Regions from separate parts of the Arachis hypogaea genome. Here region 1 is linked to region 2. A link is a contact called in public Hi-C data. All regions are on one chromosome and are shown on one strand. Each heading gives the region's core, a stretch centred on a gene start, on an enhancer-like site or on the middle of the called end of the contact. The rest is flanking DNA. Distances are from core to core; before and after follow the strand shown.

Region 1 (6,103 bases), core at 1,580-4,079, 270 kb before region 2:
AGATCTTGTATCAAAACTTAATAACAATACATTTAATATTGCAATCAATTCATTTAGAATCCATCTAGGTTTTTCTGCCGAGGTTGCATGAAACCCAAAAATTCTCAAAGAAACATAATTGATGTTAATTCCATAGTTGGCAGGAGCGTGAATATCAATTCTACTTTATTTAGTGTAAATAAAACCAACCATCTAGAACAGCAAATATGTAATAACTGAATACGCAGAATAACTTACCATTGATCAAAACGGTGAATATTGCATGCCAGAAAAGCGGTGTTTCTTTTGGAGGAAGCATTGCAATTGGGTATAAAAGATCATCATTTTGAAACCAGTAAACGGCTATCACGTGGAGCATGAAGGCAACTGAGATACCAACAAGAACAGAGACTTTCCGATCTCCCTGAAAAATAGAACATGGATTGAGATTCACCAAAAGCTATTTAACTGGAGGGAAGGGAATTTTCAGGTAGATACAAATTTGAGAATGGAATTAAAAAGAAATGCAAAAATCTAGGTAGAGCACCTTTAGAGCTGTCTGTTCCTTAACCACCTCATTTGATTTAAGCAGCACAGCTGATACATAAATTGTGAGAAAGAAACCTGCATGCTCTCAGCAACAAATATCATAAGATAGGTGTAAAAACTCAAAAGTACAAATATGGAGGAAACAGAAGCTATATATTAGAAACATTTTGTCAATGTGTCTACACTATGAAAAAAAAAACGAAGTAAAAAAGGCACTGATATGAAGATATCAAGCAGGAAGCATTTCCTTATTCACCAAGCGAATTTTACATAAGATCTAAGGATCATTCTAGAAACACAAGGCATAAGCATCATCTCTTAGTTACCTCTACAAATTCATCTTTACTTTTATAATGATTATGGAAGTTCCAATTTTGTTACAAAGGAGAGGTGCTGATAATCAATGACCCAACCCTACATGATCCTCATAGATCATTCCACAAAATGTTTGAATTAACACAGCCAACACTGGCATTTTTCTCGTTGAATTAACAGATAACATTTGACAAGCTACCAATATTAAAAATTTGAGCACTCTACCATGCTATTAGTTCATATTCATAAGCCTGTCAAAAAGTCCTGAAAACACATATCCTTGCATACAAACATACCAGAGCGTGTAGCACATACTATTTCTCTAATTCGCACGCAATGAAACTTGGGTTCAGCTAAGCCATATGATCGAAATCCAATCATATAATATGATACTAACACTTGATAAACAATACAATCAATCACTTGAAAACCAAATAATACCTTGCAAATGCTGGCGAATGAACACCACCAACAGCAAGAGGGAGAAAGGGATAAGCTGTTCCAGCCACTTAACAGCCTGCTGAACATTCCTATTACCACTACCAAGAAGCTCATACACCTCAGACGCAGGTGTCTCGTACACAGGCGGGTCCTGAATCAGCCGGTGCCGAGTCTCAGGGTCGGTAATGTTCGGCGGCGGCCACGGCCGTCCGTTGACCATAATACACTCATGATGGCCCGATCGAGACACACGACTCAGCTGCGAAGAAGAGGAAACCGAACCAATCACATCATTGTTGTCTTGGTCCCCAGTACCAATTATGCGAATTTGAACTTCACCAGTCCCACTGCAGGCACCACCAGAACCAGAACCAGAACCAGATTGAAGCTGAGACCTAGGGCGCAAATGAGTTGTTGAAGGTCCATCTCCAGGTGCAGGTGCAGGTGCAGGTGCAGGAGAAGAAACATCGGGGTTTGAGCACATGATGCCAGAATATTCGAGAACAAGAGAAAGAGGAGTGCGGAATCTTAAGGGGATGTTGATGCTACTACGCCAAGTCACATCACTGGTATCTATATCGTTATTATTTACAGAAGAAGAAGAAGAAGAAGAAGAAGAAGAAGAAGAAGAAGAAGAAGAAGAAGAAGAAGAAGAAGAAGAAGAAGAAGAAGGAAAATCCATCTTGTTCCCCTTCCCGAAGAAAACCCCTAATTCTATGAACCTAATCTCTAGTTGATGGGTTCTTCTTCATCTCCTTCTTCTTGTGAAATTTAGAAGAGAGATTTTACAAATACAAGAAAATCATTATTCTGACTTGGAGAAGAAGTTGCAGGGTTTATTACGAAAGATGAAGAGATCAAATTTGAAAAAAAAAAAACCAGCGTCGCATGTGAATGCATTAATAGGACAGGAGACTTAGACATCGCCTAAGCGAATTTACAGAATGAGAAAAGGATAAAAAGAGTAATAATAAAAATAATTCATGTCAGGAATTCAGGATGGATTTTAGGGAATGAAGGTGTGAAGAAAGGAGCAGGAGCTGAAAGAAGAAGACCAAGGGAAGAAAGACAGACGAAAAGTCAAAGTCAGGAAACTCAAACCTTCGATCTCATTTTTATTTTTTTAACTTTTCATTGTTTTTTGGAGGTAACTAAGCTTGGCGCGGGTGAGGAGGGAAATGAAAAAAAAAATGTGTGTGTGGAGAAGGGGTTGAGGGAACGCGCTTTTTGTTTTCGGAGAACATCGAGTTCCAACTTCCAACCTCCAACTTCCAACAGCGCATGAACTGGGAACACCAAATATCGCCCCCGGATATTTTACAGAAAAAGAAGAAAATCGTAAAGAAATTATTTTAGAAATAACAATTTACAGATCGATTTTTAATTTTTGGCAAACATCGAAATCAGCTCTTGTCACTTGTCAGTTGTCAGGGGAACTTCCCGGCAAATCTCCTGAGGCTGGCCGCCTGGCTGATTTACAACGCAAAATGTTGGAGAGAAAAGTATGTTTTTTTTTTTCAAATTACGGTAAAAAAAATCAACAATTGTGTTTATACAAATTACAAAGTTAATAATTAATAATTTTTAACTATTAATTTTATATAAATATAATTATATATAAATTTTTATTTCAAATTATATATTAGCACATGACTAAAGTACCTTTTATTCAAAGGATTTTTAAATAATATTTTATTTATCAAAATATATCATTTTTAATATTTTTACAAAAATTTATTATATGATACTATAAACGAAATACGTATATTTTTGTTTTGTATACACTATAAACGAGATACGTGAAGTTATGATATTTATAGTGTAATGAGATAGTTATGACAAAATTTCAATAGTTATAAAAGGGTGTGCAACCATTTGATTTCTCCACAAACATTTTACTTCTTCTTTTCTTCCGTTTTTTCTTACAAAAAATAAGCCAAACTATCTAATAATAATAGATATGTGGTTCTAAGTGTGTATCCAAATTGTCATATAAAAAACAGTGACACTGGAATGATTATTTGAGTGCGATAATCCCATTCAGTTGCGCACCTGGTGAGTAAATTCCTTGTCTGAGCTGAAGAGTCTGATATTGAGTAGCGTTGGTGGTAAGGTGGGGTATAGATTGCTAGCACTGATAGAAAATGGAGTCTTTCGATTTTGGCTATTTTGACTCCATAGCGATGAACATGTACGCCCAATGTTTGACATCTATGGGAAAATCATGGCGGAACAAGTAAAGGAGCTTTCTGTGGAAGTCGGTGATGTTGGTGGCGGTAGATCTGGCCACTCGGATTTTGTGCAGGATGACCCACCTCTCGCACTACCTCCGATACACGTTGCTAGTCCAGTGGAAGACATGGACGTGGATGATGAGGACTCCGACGAGGAGTATGTTGTGGATAGCAACGATAGTGCTTCTTCTGAAGATGATGACGATGAGGAGTTTATACCAAAGACGCTGGTCGAGGCATCAGTTGAATATCTTCTACCTGCCCCACACCTAAATTCCTGCATTATCAGCTGTACCCAGTCACTATCATACATTGAATTTGGATGTGATCTACAAGAAAATCCCATTTTCCAACACGGATGAAGATGACTACAACTTAGATGGTGATGTTTGAGTTTCGGATTGGCCACAGATTCAAAAGCAGAGATGTTGTAATGCAGGGTGTAAAGAATTACAACATTCGCAAAAGTGTTAAGTACCGAGTTATGGAGTCAGACCAACTAAAGTACCATGTGTATTACCAGTAATGTGCAGCAGGATGCCTTTGGAGTCTTCTCGGATATTGGGGAGTTCAGGTTTAACTGTGGTGTATTTTTGCATTTATGATTATTATATTTGGTGTAAAGGCCAACCATGTATGTGTTATTTCGTTAGGGACATACGTAGGGTTGGAGGAGCGCATACGTGTTTGGAACCTATCATGTCTCAAGACCATCGACAGTTGGACAACAGTCTCATATGCAGTCATCCTGCCATTGATGCAGTCCAGCCCCTCTGTCAGCATTCTTGTTCTACAAGGTGCAGTTAGGCAAAGCAATCACTTCATACCCTCGTAAAGAAAGGTCTAGATGCCAAAGCAAAAGGCAATTGCGTGGATATATGGTGATTGGGAGGAGTTATACAATAAGGTGTTGAAGTTGCTACAAGCACTATAGAGTTGTTGTCCCATATCAATATGTGAGTTAAGGGTCGTCCCGTACTATGATGTGCACCTTATGGTGCGTGACTGTAGCATCTTTGATAAGGTGTTCTGGGCCTTCCCTGCCTGCATGGAGGCTTTCAAGCATTGCAAGTCATTCGTCTTTGTCGACAACACGTATTTATACAGCAAATATGATGGTGTTTTGCTTATTGCAGTGGCACAAGACAATAACAACAATATACTTCCTATTGCATTTGCAATTGTTGAGTCTGAGACCACAAAGTCTTGGTCTTTCTTCCTCACCAATTTGAGACAACATGTGACCCCCACAAGAAAGCCTGTTGATTATTTTTGACAAATCTCAGGATATCAAGGCTGCATTGAGAGCCGACGATAGTAGTTGGCAGCAACTTAGAGCGTTCCATACTTATTGTGTCAGGCACATGGCGGCGAACTTTATGTCGTGTTTCAAGTCTGCAGAGAGCAAGCAATATCTCATAAATGCTTCAAGTGGTACATGGATGCCTTGAGAGGTTTGTCGCGAGTGATGACAAACTGGGCTGGTAGGTTCAACAAAGAGATTTGGCTACAACATTGCAATCGCGGTCGCCGGTTTAGGCACATGACAATCAACCTATCCGAGTGCATGAATATAGTACTCAATGGTACGCGTTATTTACCAATTTCAGCCATCGTGTGATGCACCTACGAGAGGATGCAACAATTGTTTGTCAGGAAGGGGATGAAGGCACAGGCACAACGGGGGGAGAGGGGGAAATCAATTTTCCCAATGGCTAATAGTTGTTATTAAGAAGAACAAAGAGGGAATCTTGAAGATGCGCGTTATTCACTGCGATAGAGGGGCTTCAGTGTTTGTGGTTGAGGTCTTGAGGAGTTAGAGCCTTTCGACGGTTGGTCACAAAGTTCGTTTCAGGTTTGGTTGACGGCTGGCACATGTGACTGTGGCCTTTTCCACTCACTCCATTTCACGTGTCGTCATGAACTTGCCGCTTGTGCTGATGCAAGTGTCGAATGGGGACCTTACATGCATCTGGTTTACATGTAGGAGACTCCAGTTTAAGGTGTATGAGGTAAATTTCCCATCGATACTAAACGAGAAGCTTTGGCCGGAGTGGTATGGGACACGAGTCTATCCAAATCCAAACATGCGCAGAAAGGCTACTGGCAGACCTGTTTTCACCAGGTTTTGTAATGAGATGGATGAGGGTGGGTGCCAAGAGAAGAAGTGTGGTCTATGCAGGCAAACTGGTCATACCCGGAGAGGTTGTCCAAACCAGCCTATAGACGAGGCTTAGCTTAGTGTCATAAATTTCTTTGTTTGTATTTGCAATTGTTGTTTGTGTAGTTCCTTTGGTTGTTTAACTTTGTTCTTTGTTTACTTTGGTGGGTATGAAACTAAATGTTAGGCGATGTGTGTTTATTTTGATTATTTTATACCCCGATGGTGTTTTCTATTCCTATGTCGATTAAATTGTACTTGAATTCTAAAATTTGAAATACAACAATGTAATACATTTACATATAATATCCATATCAAGACCAAAAAATCTGGCTCACAAATTAAACAACATAGATATCACAAGTTTACATCAACGATGCATACAAACATAAATAATGTTACCAAAATACAATTTTAACAACAT
Region 2 (5,421 bases), core at 1,365-3,864:
CCATCATTTTCCTCTCTTTTGAATAGGTAATTACTCCTTTCACAAAAAAGGTTGCACCTATAACATAATCATTTGGCTGATTGAATTCGTGTATAGAAAAAATCTTGTCCGACAAATTTGATATAGGTGGGAATAGATTTTCTCAATTTTTTTAAATTGTTTGAAATTTTTTAAGTAGGACAATATATATATATATATATATATATATATATATATATATATATATATATATATATATATATATAAAAGATATTAAATGATAAAAAATTATACTTTATTAAATAATTTTAAAAAAATTGAGAAGATCCACTTCTTGATATAAATTATTTTACTGGAATTACCATATATTTTTAGACTTTGAGAATTTATAATAAAAGTATCTATAGATCACTTGTTATAATGGTTCTCATTGGTAGTAAAGAATTGAATCTACAACAAAAATATTAAGTCTATGTATTTATAATACATATATAAATACATATTTTTAATATATATTTTGTATTTTAATATATATCTATTAGTGTACACTTAAACATAGTTGAATCTACAATTTAAAAAATACAAGCTAAAAAAATTATATATGAAAAATTGTAATTTAAAGGAAAACAATGGTTTTTGTTTATTTTCCAAAATATAGAGGTGAATTGGAAATTCAAAAAAGTTGACATGATTTGCAATATATATTTAATTTAAAACATATAAATTTACATACAATTTTCTTTTGAAAAAAATTTCAAAATGGAATTTTTTGGAACAAATTGCTATCTTTGTTAAAATATAATAAAAAGAAAATTCGTTAGAGGTTATGAAGCATATATACTTAATTAAATTGTTGTGTCTGCATATCCGATATATTTCGGATACGACATTTATTGATAGTCATCTGATGTTTATTTTGTCCAACTGCGTCTTAATAAAAAATAAATAATTCTTTTATAAACATGTTTATACACACATAAATACCATTACATGTTAACATATTCAACTTATAATATGTATTTTTAAAATGAGTTTAGAAATAGTATATATTATTATTTATTAAAATAAAATAATATTTTAATATTTTATATAATTAAAAAATATTAAAAATTAAAATATTAATTTATATTTTAATATCAAAATATTATTATAATTTATCTAAAAGTACTTTATATTTTATATATATGTTATATTTTCGTATCCTATAAAAATTTAAAATTTGTGCATTTGCGTGTGACTTGTCTTACGATGTCTCTTGTTCGTATTAATGTTCATGCATAATAGTTTGAAAGCAAATTTTGAATACACTGGTCCATACAATACCTTCCACCGAATTGCCTGTACCCCATACCAAAATAAATTCCCAATTTGCTCCATTAACCTGTATATCACCATTCTTTGTATCATAAATTTATTTGCGTTCTTTGTTAACTGTGTCAAAACTAAAAAATGTGACACTATTTGTGTAGTCATTCTTGAAAATTTTGACATTTTGTACTGTGGTTCATACCCTTGTTGGGCTGAAGAAATTACTGCCAGTCAATTACCATCTTTGCTGTAGATAGGAAGGAGTAGTAACACTCATGAGGGTAAATACTCCACGTGATGTCTACTATAGTGAAAAAGAAAAATAATAAAGAGACCAAAATTTACTTTTATAGATAATAACTGAATTTTTTTAAAAGAATATATCATTTAATTTTTATTAATTTTTAACATAAATTATACACATTATTTATCAATTTCTTTCCACAAACCCCTCTTCATAGTAGAATTCTCTTTATTAAGGTCTTCTTGAATAGTCACGTCCAAAGACATATCACCAAAATCATCATTTACTCTTGTACTCTTGGTACTTCCTTTTGATAAGGTTTTGTCACCTACTCAACCCATCCAATGTTCCTCTGGTGTCTGCCTATTTTCACCGGTAACAATTTGACATCTCAAGAATATTTTGAGAAAAATGGGGTCTGTAATCTTTTTATTTACATTGGTAAATATTTTTATAATATAAGATACAATTTTTTTATTATTATCAATTATTTTTAAAATTAAAAAGTAAAAATACAAAAATAATATGTATAAAAATGTTCTATAATGTGATTCATTAAGTTAATACATTTTTAATATTAAAATAATATAAAATAAATTTACATCAAATCTAATAATACAATATTAAATAAGAAAGTTTAGGAACTATCACTTTTATTAAAAATCTGATGAGCACTTAACTAGCAGAAGAAAAATGAGTAATCCTATGTTATTGGATGAAATCTCACACCGTTAAAAACATCAATAATAACTACTTGATAGCTATAAATAACAAAACTTGGTAATCCCCTAACATTCCTCATATTAAATTTAGTACAAATAAGTATAACAGAAAAATATTACACATACAAAGTCTTTTATAAACTAAGCCCAACTAAATTAAATAATAACAAAAATAATGCTGATTATAACTTTTTTATTATATTAAACCAACTTAGTTGAATTTAATTAACAAAAAGACTTGGATGTGTAGTATTATTCAAATCAACAAATCATATCACATCAATCCACTAGTACTTAGTTTGAAAAAAACTGAGACGGTGAATTCCCCATTATTGCTGTCGTTTTAGCAAACTAGTTTTCGGAACTTGGTTTATATTGGATGACCCGCTCTCGTTGTGTGTGATAAATCCCTTGACAAAAGAAGAAACTAAGTTGTTATTAGTTAATCCTTTATGCCACCAACTCCAACGGTGTTGAAGAAGCAATAAAAATAAAAGTGAATTTTAGAGAAACTAACCTCCCTCTTAATTACAAAAAAGGTTTCTTGTCATTCAAGTGTTTAATGCACAACAGTATATAAAGTTCTTCTCTGCTCCACTTCATAGAAAATGGAAAATCTTCATGGCTTATGCTTATAAATTTGGCTTTCTTCTTGAATTCCATGATACCTACGCAAAATTTTCTACAGTTCTGCTTTACTATATGATTTGTTTTGTGACGAAGGTGAGTAAAATACCTCACTTTATTTAATTTTTATTTTTTCTATTTGAATATTTGCATTTCCTAACTTGTAACAATATGAAATTATAAATTATTGCAGCTGTTCTAGTTCTGAACCATACTAATTGTTCTTGGATCCTGATCCTCAGAGAATTGTTAATCATACATTTCCATATATATATATATATATATATATATATATATATTCATGGAGAAAGAGAAAGAGGATTGCAATAGTAGAATTTTTTAGTTAGTTGGTATAATCCTCAATTCCTTTTTTTGTCTTGCTTAAATTCAGTGAAGGAATCAGCATGTTGTTTTCAGTGAAATTCTGATGGTTATGCTTGCTTTGAATTGTTTAATCTAAATGCTAGCTTGACCCTTTAGTTATCCTTTGTTTTTGTACGTGTCTTAATCTTGTTCCTCAAATATTTCAGTGCTTGAAAACAAGACACTTTTCTGCAACATTCACTGACCACAGATAGGTGGCAAAAATGGAAAATCAACACCAATGATTTATGTATTGTTCTTTTTAAAACTAAGAGAATGCAGTTCCACCTTTAACAAAGAATGCTTTTTCTTTATAAAGCACAAGGGGAGAACCAAGCTTTAAGCTTTTTCTTTTTCAGTTCTATTTTATCTAGGATTCTCCATTATCACAATGCTCTTTATTTATTTATTTTTTAACCCCTTCTCCCTTCTTGGCTGTTTGTCAGACGTTTAAGCACCGTTTCTATAAGAGAGATTTCTTTATTCTAAATGGAAAGTGCACTTTAATACAGCATTATTTAAAGTTCACAAACTAGCTTTAGGCTTTTTTTTTTTTACTTTTTTTTTTCTTTATTAAATGTTAGAGTCAGCATAACATCTAACTATTGAATGAACTAACATTCCTGAATGCCACATCTGAAAGAAGTAAATCCCTTTCCCTATTCAGAATCTGTTTATCGGTAAGTTGCAATATGTGATGCATTCTGCATCAACAAAATCATTTTCTGTACTAAAATAAAATTTTCAGAAAAATTTGTTGGCCAAACTTGTTTTAAATGATTTCTATAAAAGTTCCATATTTTCAGAACTGAAGGTATCACTGACTTTGACTAGGTTCATGATTAGCATAGTTAATTTTAGCCTTGAACATGTTTTACTTTTCTAGCCGTATGATATGCTAATAATTTGCTGCAATTTCCAAATGCAAACCAGGAAAGCATGATTAACAGTTGAGATCAGAAATTGTGACTATCTTTGTCTGACTCAAACCAAAGCAAGCTCGATGAAGTTGCGGTTATTCATCGTTGTGCTTGTCCTTCTAAGCTTCATAGTTTCACTCTTTGAATTGATTGTAGCTGATTTAAACTCTGACAAACAAGCTCTCTTAGAGTTTGCTTCAGCCGTTCCACATGCACCAAGGCTAAACTGGAATGAATCTACTTCAGTTTGCAACTCATGGATTGGTGTGACTTGTAACTCGAACAGAACCCGAGTCACCGGCATCCGTCTCCCGGGAATTGGACTAACCGGTTCAATTCCAGAGAACACTTTAGGAAAACTAGACACTCTTAGAGTCCTTAGCCTTCATTCAAATGGCCTTAAAGGAAATCTTCCTTCTGACATAGTTTCCATTCCTTCACTCCAATTTGCACTGCTTCACCACAATAATTTCTCAGGTCCAATTCCATCCTCTGTCTCCCCTAAACTCGTGGCATTCGATGTTTCCTTTAACTCCTTCTCTGGAAGAATTCCACCAGCATTTCAGAATCTGAGAAGACTCACCTGGTTGTATTTACAAAACAACAACATTTCTGGAACTATCCCTGAATTCAACCTTCCAAGGCTTAAACAATTGAATTTGAGCTATAATAACCTGAACGGAACAATTCCAAATTCTGTTAAGACATTTCCTTACACTTCTTTCGTAGGTAACTCGCGCTTATGCGGACCGCCTCTCAACAATTGCTCATCGATATCCCCTTCTCCATCTCCTTCCCCTGAGTATCAACCATCCTCTCCATCAACTACACAAGATCAAAAGGATCATAAGAATAACTTTGGCCTAGCTACTATACTTGCTCTTGTCATTGGAGGCATTGCATTTCTCTCCCTGCTAGTTTTAGTGTTCTTTATATGCTGTTTGAAGCGAAAACCGAAAGACAGTACTAAAAAAAGCGGTGGCATACTCAAAGGGAAGGGATCTTGTGCTGGAAAGACTGAGATTTCCAAGAGTTTTGGGAGTGGAGTTCAAGAGGCCGAAAAGAACAAGTTATTCTTCTTTGAAGGTTCATCTTATAGCTTTGATCTTGAGGACTTACTGAAGGCTTCGGCCGAAGTTCTTGGTAAAGGGAGTTATGGAACAGCATACAAGGCTGTTTTGGAGGAAGGAACAACTGTGGTAGTTAAGCGGTTGAAGGAAGTTGTTGTTGGAAAGAAGGAGTTTGAGCAGCAGATGGA

The links. Hi-C and Micro-C count contacts between places; a contact is called where the count stands out from the background.
Region 1: a Hi-C map of leaf shows a contact between it and region 2, with 3 times the contacts expected there. The contact joins the promoter of LOC112715751 here to the promoter of LOC112715743 in region 2. A contact is called at or near these places in 2 of 8 Hi-C or Micro-C datasets (both in leaf).

The regions. Positions count from the first base shown.
Region 1 is chr10:78,549,769-78,555,871 of arahy.Tifrunner.gnm2.J5K5, reverse strand. LOC112715751 reads right to left here and starts at 2,829. Exons shown (of 8, transcript XM_025767569.3): 1 at 1,285-2,829; 2 at 527-603; 3 at 238-403. The coding sequence starts at 1,966.
Region 2 is chr10:78,282,727-78,288,147 of arahy.Tifrunner.gnm2.J5K5, reverse strand. LOC112715743 (probable inactive receptor kinase At5g58300) reads left to right here and starts at 2,614. Exons shown (of 3, transcript XM_025767551.3): 1 at 2,614-2,976; 2 at 4,177-5,421. The coding sequence starts at 4,247.